2 separate regions of the Zea mays genome follow, and region 2 is linked to region 1. A link is a contact called in public Hi-C data. All regions are on one chromosome and are shown on one strand. Each heading gives the region's core, a stretch centred on a gene start, on an enhancer-like site or on the middle of the called end of the contact. The rest is flanking DNA. Distances are from core to core; before and after follow the strand shown.

Region 1 (4,216 bases), core at 749-3,248:
TACAGCTTACATGGTTATCACATCCCCTGTCGATGCAACGATGTAATTGACCACCCGGCATCCGGCGCTAGATTTGGTGCCTCGATATTGTTCTCTTATCACTCATTTATGCTTCCGGTCTGTCCATAGCAAGGCTAAATATATATATCATCAATAAGCCTGACCAAACATTTCCACAATCGAATTGGCAATCAGCATCATCAGCTAAATAGCGTCTGAATCATCCTTGTTATAGGCCAATGGGAACTCATCAAACTGCTCCGTGACATCGCAGCCCTCTCCGATGCTCTTCAGAGCGTGGAAAACCCGATACATTGAATGCCTCTCCGTCACACGGGGCTGGGTGCAAGCAAAAGCTATCTTCAAGAACTCCTGAATCTCTGCCTCATGGCCCTTTCCACGCAATGGTTTATCAATAGCATCACTGATTCGACTAGAAGCCTTGAGCTGGTTAACCCAGTCCACTAATGTCCCCTTGAATCCTTCACCTGTCACGTCAGTAACCACAGCAGCAGCCTCCTGCCCGCTAACAAGCTCAAACAATATCACCCCAAATGCATACGCATCGCCTTTCATCGTACCAACTGGATTGCTAGCATACTCTGGAGCAACATAGCCAAACTCCCCAAAGTCCCCGTTCAGGAAAGGACTGGTATCACCACCCTCGCCAGGCGCCATCCGGACCAACCTTGTGAGCCCAACATTCGTGATCCGAGCATCATAATCCTCGTCGAGAAGCACTGCACTCGAGCTCAAATTCTGGTGAATCTGCGGAACCTGGAACCCATGGTGCAGCCACGCAAGCCCCCTTGCTGCCCCCACGGCGATCCTAAGTCGCGTTGCCCAATCCAGCGGCGCTTCCCCTGGCTTCTTCATCACCGATGAAAGAGCCCCACTCTCCATATGCTTATACACCAGCAGCCTCTCGTCCTCGACAACACAGAAGCCCAGCAGTGGCACGATGTTAGGATGCCGCAGCTGCCCCATACGACCCATCTCTGCCCTGAACGCCTTCTCCGAAAGTGGGCACGAGTGCAGGCGCTTGACCGTCAGTGCAGACCCGTCCCGTAGCACGGCTCGGTAAGCTGTCCCCGGCCGCCCGCGAGCTCCCGGCGACCACGATGTGGCTAGTGCTGAAGTCATGGGTGGCGGCCATCAGGTCAGCGAGCTTGACCTTCACGATGGGCTTCTGGAACAGCGAGACCGGGACCAGGCGGTTGTGCGCCGCCCGCAGCCTCTCGGTCCACCAGCTCCCGTCTTCCCCACCGCCCGACTCGCTGGTGCCGCGCCTGTGGCGACGGCGGCCTCCTTTGCCCTTCCCGGTGCACTGCTAGAAGAAGTAGGCGAGGAGCAACGAGGCGGCGGCGCCGAAGACTCCCGCGGCTATGACGATGCCAAGGCCCGTGCTCCCCAGCCCGCGGCCGCAGCGAGAGGATACGGGGCGGCCACAGAGGGGGTTTATTTTAGTGCCATGGCGAGCGGGCAATGGCGACAGTTGTGGGCAAGTGTCGAGGGTTGAGGGGCGGCAGTTGAGAGGAAGCGAAAGAGGCAACGACAGGGTCACCGGCGTACCTTGGCGACGTCAAGGGGGTTGACAAGAATGGCGGACACGACGGCAGCGCCGGCCGCCACCAGAGCCCGCTCGGTGAATCCGGCGAATCCCTTGGCCTTGCTCCATCGCTGGCTGGCAGTGAGGCAGGGGAAGGGACCAGAAGAAGGAGGGGAGCTAACCATCTCGGGTGGGAGCGGCGGGGAAGGAGGAGGCACGTGGCGCGTGGGTGGGGAGCATAACCATCACGATTCGGCATGGGGAGGACGGGGTGTGCGGCGGGGGAGGCGCGTTGATGGCGCGGTAGGGGCGAACGAGGCGGGTGTGGGAGAGGGGAATGCGCGGTTGAGGGGGCGAGGCCGGAGCTACTGGATTGCGATGAGGGGTGGGCGCACGATTGTTGCGCGGAGGCAAGGCGAGGGCGGATCTCCCGACCATCTCGTGGGGGTGAGGGAGGGCGGGCTCGCGGGGATCGACAACGCACAACAGAGAGAGAGGTGCGCACGGACGGTCTAGATCACCGGAAGGCAGAACGCCAAAAAGGCAGGCTACTCTTAGAGGCTTAATAAGTAATAGAGATTAGCTGTTATTATGGTTATTCTCTGCAGCTGCTGTTGTATTCTTTAGATTGCCAGTTAGCAATTTGCTCTTGAATGCCGTTCTGGTTCATTTGTGAACCTGATGTCTTTATCCTTGTATGTACTGACTTGTGTAGCTGACCACAGGAAGCGAAGGCATGCGACGAGGACGAGGTGCGCATGAATTCTAAACATCTGGGATTTCCGGAGAAAAAAAAAGGCCATGCCCCGTCGTCTCACGGTACCAAGACCAATTCCTCGTTTAGCCTGCAGTCTGGAGCCCAGCAATTAACCCCGCTGGCCCTGGCCTCGCAGTGTGGGATGGCGGAAATCATGGGAGAGATCTGAATTAGCATATATTGAAATCAAATGTATGTCACAATCTATATCTTAAAATAATTTAAGCTTATTTAAACTTTTTATTCGGTTAAACTCATTATAGATTATAATCTAAGAGTTTTGTTGAATAATTAGATATTTTTCAGATTAAATTTGAATATAAATCATGACCAAATCAGAAAAAACGAAGTATAAAGTCAAATCAGATGATACATACTGATGGACCATTCACGTGGATGTCGTACGCACGCGGCCCCTCGCCCCGCCCCGTCCCAGCTATGCCAGTCGAGCGAGCGCGTGTGGTTCTCCATTCTCTCTTCTCTTATCCATGACTTGGTGAGTGAGTGTGGCCTCCATATTTAAACTAGTTTCACTGCACTTGGACTAACAATATGGTACTAATAGTTCCATCATTCTCTAGCTATACCCATACATGGATTTTTGAGATTTTTCTACGATTTAATTGAATTTCTTAATTGGGCCCTAGCCCATAAATCCTAATAGGTTTGAGAATTTTTTAAACTATAAAAGTCATAGATTTTATCCACGGCTCATTAGGAATGGAACAAATCCATAAAGATAGTACACAAGTTTATACTAGAATCTATATATAAAAAAGAATAACTAGGTTTAATAGATAGATGGATTAAATGATGGATTTAATCTCATCATACGATTAGGTACGAGATGTAGATTCACTCAATTTAGATCTAGATTAAATTCATAATGAGATTTCATCCCTTGTCATCGAACAAGCGTGAGGTCATATTCGGTTACTAGTGGTTTGAGGGGATTGAAGAGGATTAAATCCCCTCCTATTTAAAATTGAATAGGAGGAGATTTAATCATCTTCAATCCTCTCCAATCCCATAGCAACCGAACAAGCAATGAAGAGGGGGAGGAAACCACGATGCGCGCGCGCTGCTGACCTTGGCATGCGGTATCGCTTTTTCAATCGGTGCTTATCGCGTGCTCTGGTGGTGATAAATATTAGTGGATCCGTCAACCAAGTGCAGCTTTACTTGTTTATTAGTATTCTTATGGTGCAACACATCTATCTGCGTCTTGGGTTTAGCAGGAGGGTGGCAAATGGCGTGCCCGGTAGAGGCTCCGTTTCGTTCTCAAACGGCTGGAGATTTACATTTACGTTCATACCGTGGACGAGAAAGTGTTTGCCCCTAAACGATGAGCGGTAGTGAGCTGTTTTGTTTAAAAGGTAAAAAAAAAATCTCAATCTAGAGATCACGTGACTTGATTCCCGAATCCAATCCAAACATCTAGAGAAATCAAAACACTTCAAAAAGCTACAACTCAATCAAGTATCGATTGGATACGCCTACTACGTTTCTGAAAAAAGAATATGAGCTCCTAAGGACTAAAAAACTTGATTTGGAATTCAAAGGTTCACAGGAAATTCCAAAGACCTTTAGGGACGAGCAGCAGTGCTGGACCAAAGTCCACCGGTGCCGACGAGGAGCAATGCCGCGCGTTAGAGCAGCAGCGCCGCTCGATAGAAAATGATCAGGTCGACCTCAAATTTGCAGGCAGCAAGTGCAGACGAAGAGAAGGTGATTCATGAAGTTTGATCAGGAAAAGATAAGCGCAACCAAAATAGATTCAAAAACTCAGTTTCGAATGAGGTTTTGTTGCGGTTTTGCTATTTCGAACAAAACTGGTCAAGAACTCCACACACTCAAGATTTTGCTTGAACCAGAGACTTAAGGTAATTCTAGGGCAGTCCCAAACAGAG
Region 2 (4,512 bases), core at 1,518-4,017, 63 kb after region 1:
AAAGTTATGCTTCGAACATAATTTATTTTAGAATATCGCATTCATAGCTACAAAACCAGTAGTACAAGCATTTTCGAATACGAATCAGGTCGTATAGCTTCATATACCTGTATACTTATTGTTTCACCAAATGGCAATCAAAATATGCCAGCTTTGACTTTTAAAAACCAAAATACTTTTTAATGGAGGAGTAACATTTATATCGACAAAAAAAGGCACTTGGACTGGTAACTCTTCTTCAACCGGTAACAATTTACATGCCACACAGAGTACAAACGGCGTTCCTGCCAGCCATTCGCTTCGTCCGACACCATAACATGCAAGGTCAGCTGGTCACCGATCAGGAGTCAAAACTCAAAACTGAGAATTAAACGACTTTTTTCTCTCCTCGCAAAAACATCAGAGCTTAATTAACACTATGTTACAGCACTTAATTACACTCCCAGTACATTAGCTGCCGTTATGGATCGCCGTCCGCAGGCTTATCGTCGGAGCGAGCTTCGTCCGCCGTCCGCCCCGGCTAGCACTAGCACTAGCGGCTAGCGGCCGCCTTGGCCCTGGCCGCGGCGACGCTGCTGGCCCAGTCCTGGTCCCGCAGGAAGAGGCAGACGGCGGAGCAGTCGTCGACGCGGGACGTCGGGTACCTGGTCCGCCAGCGCTGCGCCGCGGCCTCGGCGACGGCCTTGGACGCGTGCTGCTTCCGCGGCGTGGCGCAGACGATGGACACGACCTCCTCGTTGCTGAGCACGTCCCACACGCCGTCCGTGGCCAGGATGATGAACAGGTCCCCCGGCGCGACGCGGCGGTGCGTCACCTCCGGCTCCGACACCACGCCGTGGCGCTTGAGGCGGTAGTCGCCCAGAGAGCGCGCCATGGCGAGGCCCGGGCAGTCCTCGTCGGGAAGCCACACGCGCAGCACCGACGGCTCGTCCTTGAGCGCGAACACGCGGCCGTTGCAGCGCTTGATACGCTCAGCCTCCTCTGCGTAGTGCATGATACGGTTTAGTTATCCATCCGCTAGGGAGTAGGGATACGATCCAATCATCCGACGATCGACTATGACGGACACACTCACGGGGCACGTTGGGCTTCTGGTCGGTGGTGAGCTGCACGGCCTTGAGGTAGCCCGTGTCCGACATGGTCGCCAGCACGGCCCTGGAGTCGCCGAGGTTGGCGACGATGAGGTCCTTCCCCTGCTTGATGGCGCACACGGCGGTGGTGCCGCTGAAGTTGCAGTCCACGTTGGCCTGGAGCTTGAGCTCCTTGTCCATGGCCTCGAACGCGTTGGCGCAGGCCTCCCGCCACTCCTCCAGCAGCTGCGCCGGCGCCGGCGACGACTGCCCGCTGCCGTCCGTGGACGACGCCGACGCCGACGCCGACGCGTCGCTGAAGGCCGGATCATCGTCGTCGTCGTCGGAGCCCATGAGGAGCGCGTTCCGGTGGCTCAGGATCATGAACGGGAGGTAGTCCCTCACCAGCTTGCTGATGAACTGCCCGCACCGGCCGTGCCCGTCGAACACGCCGCAGAACACGCCGTCCTCCATGCCGAATCCCTGGAGACGTGGAGCGCACGGTGGGCGTCAGAATCGTGGTCCGAACCGAATAGCTTGATTACACGCATTCAGATTGCATGGACTCGAGCAACAAGCCGACAGCTTGTGATGAATATCAAATGATAGCATCAGTGGCCATCGTTGACAATTGAGCCCAAACGGCAGATGAGACTGGTTGGTTCTTGGGGGAATTTTAAAAAAAGGGTCTGAAAATAAAGGGGGCAAGAACAGGGAACTAATGATAATTCTGATCTGTTCCGCTGTCGTAGCAAACCAAAACCGCGAGGAAATCCGTAGGACGACGAAACTCGTTTCCGTGGTTTGGAAAGTGAACCATCACGATTTCCCCCCCGCTGTATGGTGAATTGGTTGTGGTGGGGTGGCAGCTGTGTACGTATGTCCTGATAATAATTGCAGAATACAGAGGACAGTTCCTGGAATTTCATGACCTCCCACCACGTCAAAGTCCCTTGCAAGGACAGAGTACCCAGGAGGAAAAAAAACTAGTGGTTTTCCTCTGCAAGAGACTATACGGAGCAGTGCAGTACAGTCGGTGGAGTACCAAACAAAATCTGTATCAGTACAGATCTACATCTACCAGCGCTGTGTAGCAAAATAAATAAACAAACAGATATAGGAGAGAAGAAGAAGAAGAAAAAGCTGAGACATCGAGAGAATTCCTCGGGCAAGGCAGCAGCAGGAGGGGTGGTGGTGCGAGCGCGGACCTGGCAGAGTATGACGGCGTCCTGGTTGGGCCCCTTCTTGCCCTTCTGCGAGAAGAGGGAGGCCACCTTGCGGGATGCCGCCGCGCGGGCGCCACGGCCGTCCTCGCCTTCTCCCCCGCCGCCCTGCTCGTCCATCACGTACACCACGTTCTCGTCGGAGTCCTGCTCCTCCTGCCGCACGCGCTTGGACGAGGCGCAGATCCCCATACCGACCGAGGCTCGCTCAACGGGCCTCCCCGCCCTCCTCTGCCCCGGCGGGAGAAAGAACAGAGCAGCAGAGAGGCAGAGAGCGGTGGTGGCAGGCGGCAGACGCGCTCAAGTTCAGCGAACGATGGCGGCGAATTGCAGGAAACGAGGGGTGGGCGGGTGGGTGGAAAAGGGGGCCGGTACGCAGCCGGATGCGCCGCGCCGGCCGCGGCATTTTAAAGGGAACTAAAAACAAACAGTGCAAAATAGTGGGTGGATTCCGCGGTGGCATGGTGGTTTGTGTGGGTGGGTTCGAGTGTGATGACATTGACCAAGTTTTTGGCGTCGTTTAATATCGTCTTTGCCCCGTCACTGTGAACCCGACCCACGGAGCTAGCGCGACCGAAATGCTCGTGGCTCTTGGATTGATCGGCTCGTTCGATTTCTTTTACAAGCTAAGCTGACATTTTAGTTTGATTCGTTAACAAGCTAGCTCGATTTGTTAACGACTCATCTCGCCAGCTAAACGAGTTATCATATCTCAGCAAAATAAAATCATATGCATATTATTTACGTAACAGTTGATGAACATGTTATATGTATGTTGGGTGTCTATGGCCTAGAAGTTAAACTAATGATTAATGAGCTGTTTTTATGTGTTAAATTGCTTTATGCGAATATAAGTGTGGGTTAGTGAATTGATGAGTTATGAGTTGTGTTAATTTGGTGTTACATTGTTAAGGTACAGGTACGTGAAACTATAAAAATAATTACTATTTTATATTGTTAAATTAGTTTAAAATTAACTAGAAATTGATTATTATATATATATATTATTTTCTGCTTAGCTCAACGAGCCGAGCTGACTTTATGTCTCGTTAGCTTAACGAATCGAGCTGGTTCGATATTTAGCTCTACATGAAGCCGCGCTATGCTCATTTCATTTGCTTCTATTTTTAAAAATAAATTAAGAGAGGAAAATGAAAATCTCTTTCAACCCTTGCTTTGGTTAATAATGCGGGCAGCGGAAGAAATAAAAAAAATGAAATGTATACGTGCGGCTCGCTTGGATTGAGAGGCCGGCGTCATGCGAACGTATTGTTTTTGCAGGTCCACAGTTCCACTACAGTACATCTGTGACTCCGTCAGGGCGTACATACGGTATCCTCTACAGATGTCCAAACCGGCCACCCAGCACAGATCCGGTCCGAACCTGTTTCAACTCGGTACAAATAGTGCCGGGCCAGACACGACCCGTTGAAGCTCCGGATCAGGTCGTGCTGGCCCACGTACCTAGGGACATGTTCAAACCCGGCACACGTAGGTATAAATCGTGTCGGGCCGGCCCGTTTATCCGGTGGGCCTGAACGTATCGGGCCGGCCACTGGCCCAAACCAATAGATAATCACAGAATTAAATACATGTAAATACCAGATTCTCACAGAATTAATACCAGATTCACACAGAATTAACCACAGGATTCACACAGAATTAATCACACAAGAAATAACAGTTGGTTCACAGGATATTACACAAACACAGATATGAAATGACTAATAGGAGCTGTTAGTGCAATGGTCGCCTCATTAAAAACCTTCTTAGGTAAAAACTCACACCTCGTGAGAAAACCCTAAGAAGGAAAAAAGAGTGCAGCCCAGCTCCTAAGTTTATAAATCATTACAGTCCATTACAGTGTACAGATCATTAGTTCAATACAACTCATAAGACATAAGACCAGTAGGTTGCAAGACTAAGCATTTTCATCATCCCTAGCTGATTGTGTTGCTGGATCATCAAGCCATAGGTTGTCGTGCTCAGCTTCAAGTTCTTTTATGTCTTCCTCCACACTGTGTTGCAGGTGAGCATCAGCAAGTTCCCAATCTTTGATGCAAGATAATATCTCTACCATATCAGGAGCTAGACGACGTCGACACTCTTCAATTACCCTGCCAGCAAGACTAAAGGTAGACTCTGAGGAAATAGTAGAAGCTGGCACTGTCAAGACATCTTTAGCTAGTAGTGAAAGAATAGGATAAGTTAACTTATGC

The links. A called contact is a pair of places that touch in the nucleus more often than the background predicts.
Region 2: a Hi-C map of leaf shows a contact between it and region 1, with 5 times the contacts expected there. The contact joins the promoter of LOC103627089 here to the enhancer-like site in region 1. A contact is called at or near these places in 4 of 25 Hi-C or Micro-C datasets (bundle sheath, ear, leaf and 1 more).

Annotation. Positions count from the first base shown.
Region 1 is chr5:157,101,328-157,105,543 of Zm-B73-REFERENCE-NAM-5.0, forward strand. It overlaps the pseudogene LOC103628591. Among protein-coding and RNA genes, the nearest start is that of LOC103627089, 62 kb to the right of the region's middle. Within about 2 kb of position 1,999, at least 17 of the 20 cell types and tissues checked have an H3K27ac peak or open chromatin away from gene starts, as enhancers often do. A contact at or near this core is called in bundle sheath, ear, leaf and 1 more, where this site is marked.
Region 2 is chr5:157,163,096-157,167,607 of Zm-B73-REFERENCE-NAM-5.0, forward strand. LOC103627089 (probable protein phosphatase 2C 12) reads right to left here and starts at 2,768. Exons shown (of 3, transcript XM_008647414.3): 1 at 2,279-2,768; 2 at 1,076-1,553; 3 at 219-981. The coding sequence starts at 2,485. The coding sequence ends at 533.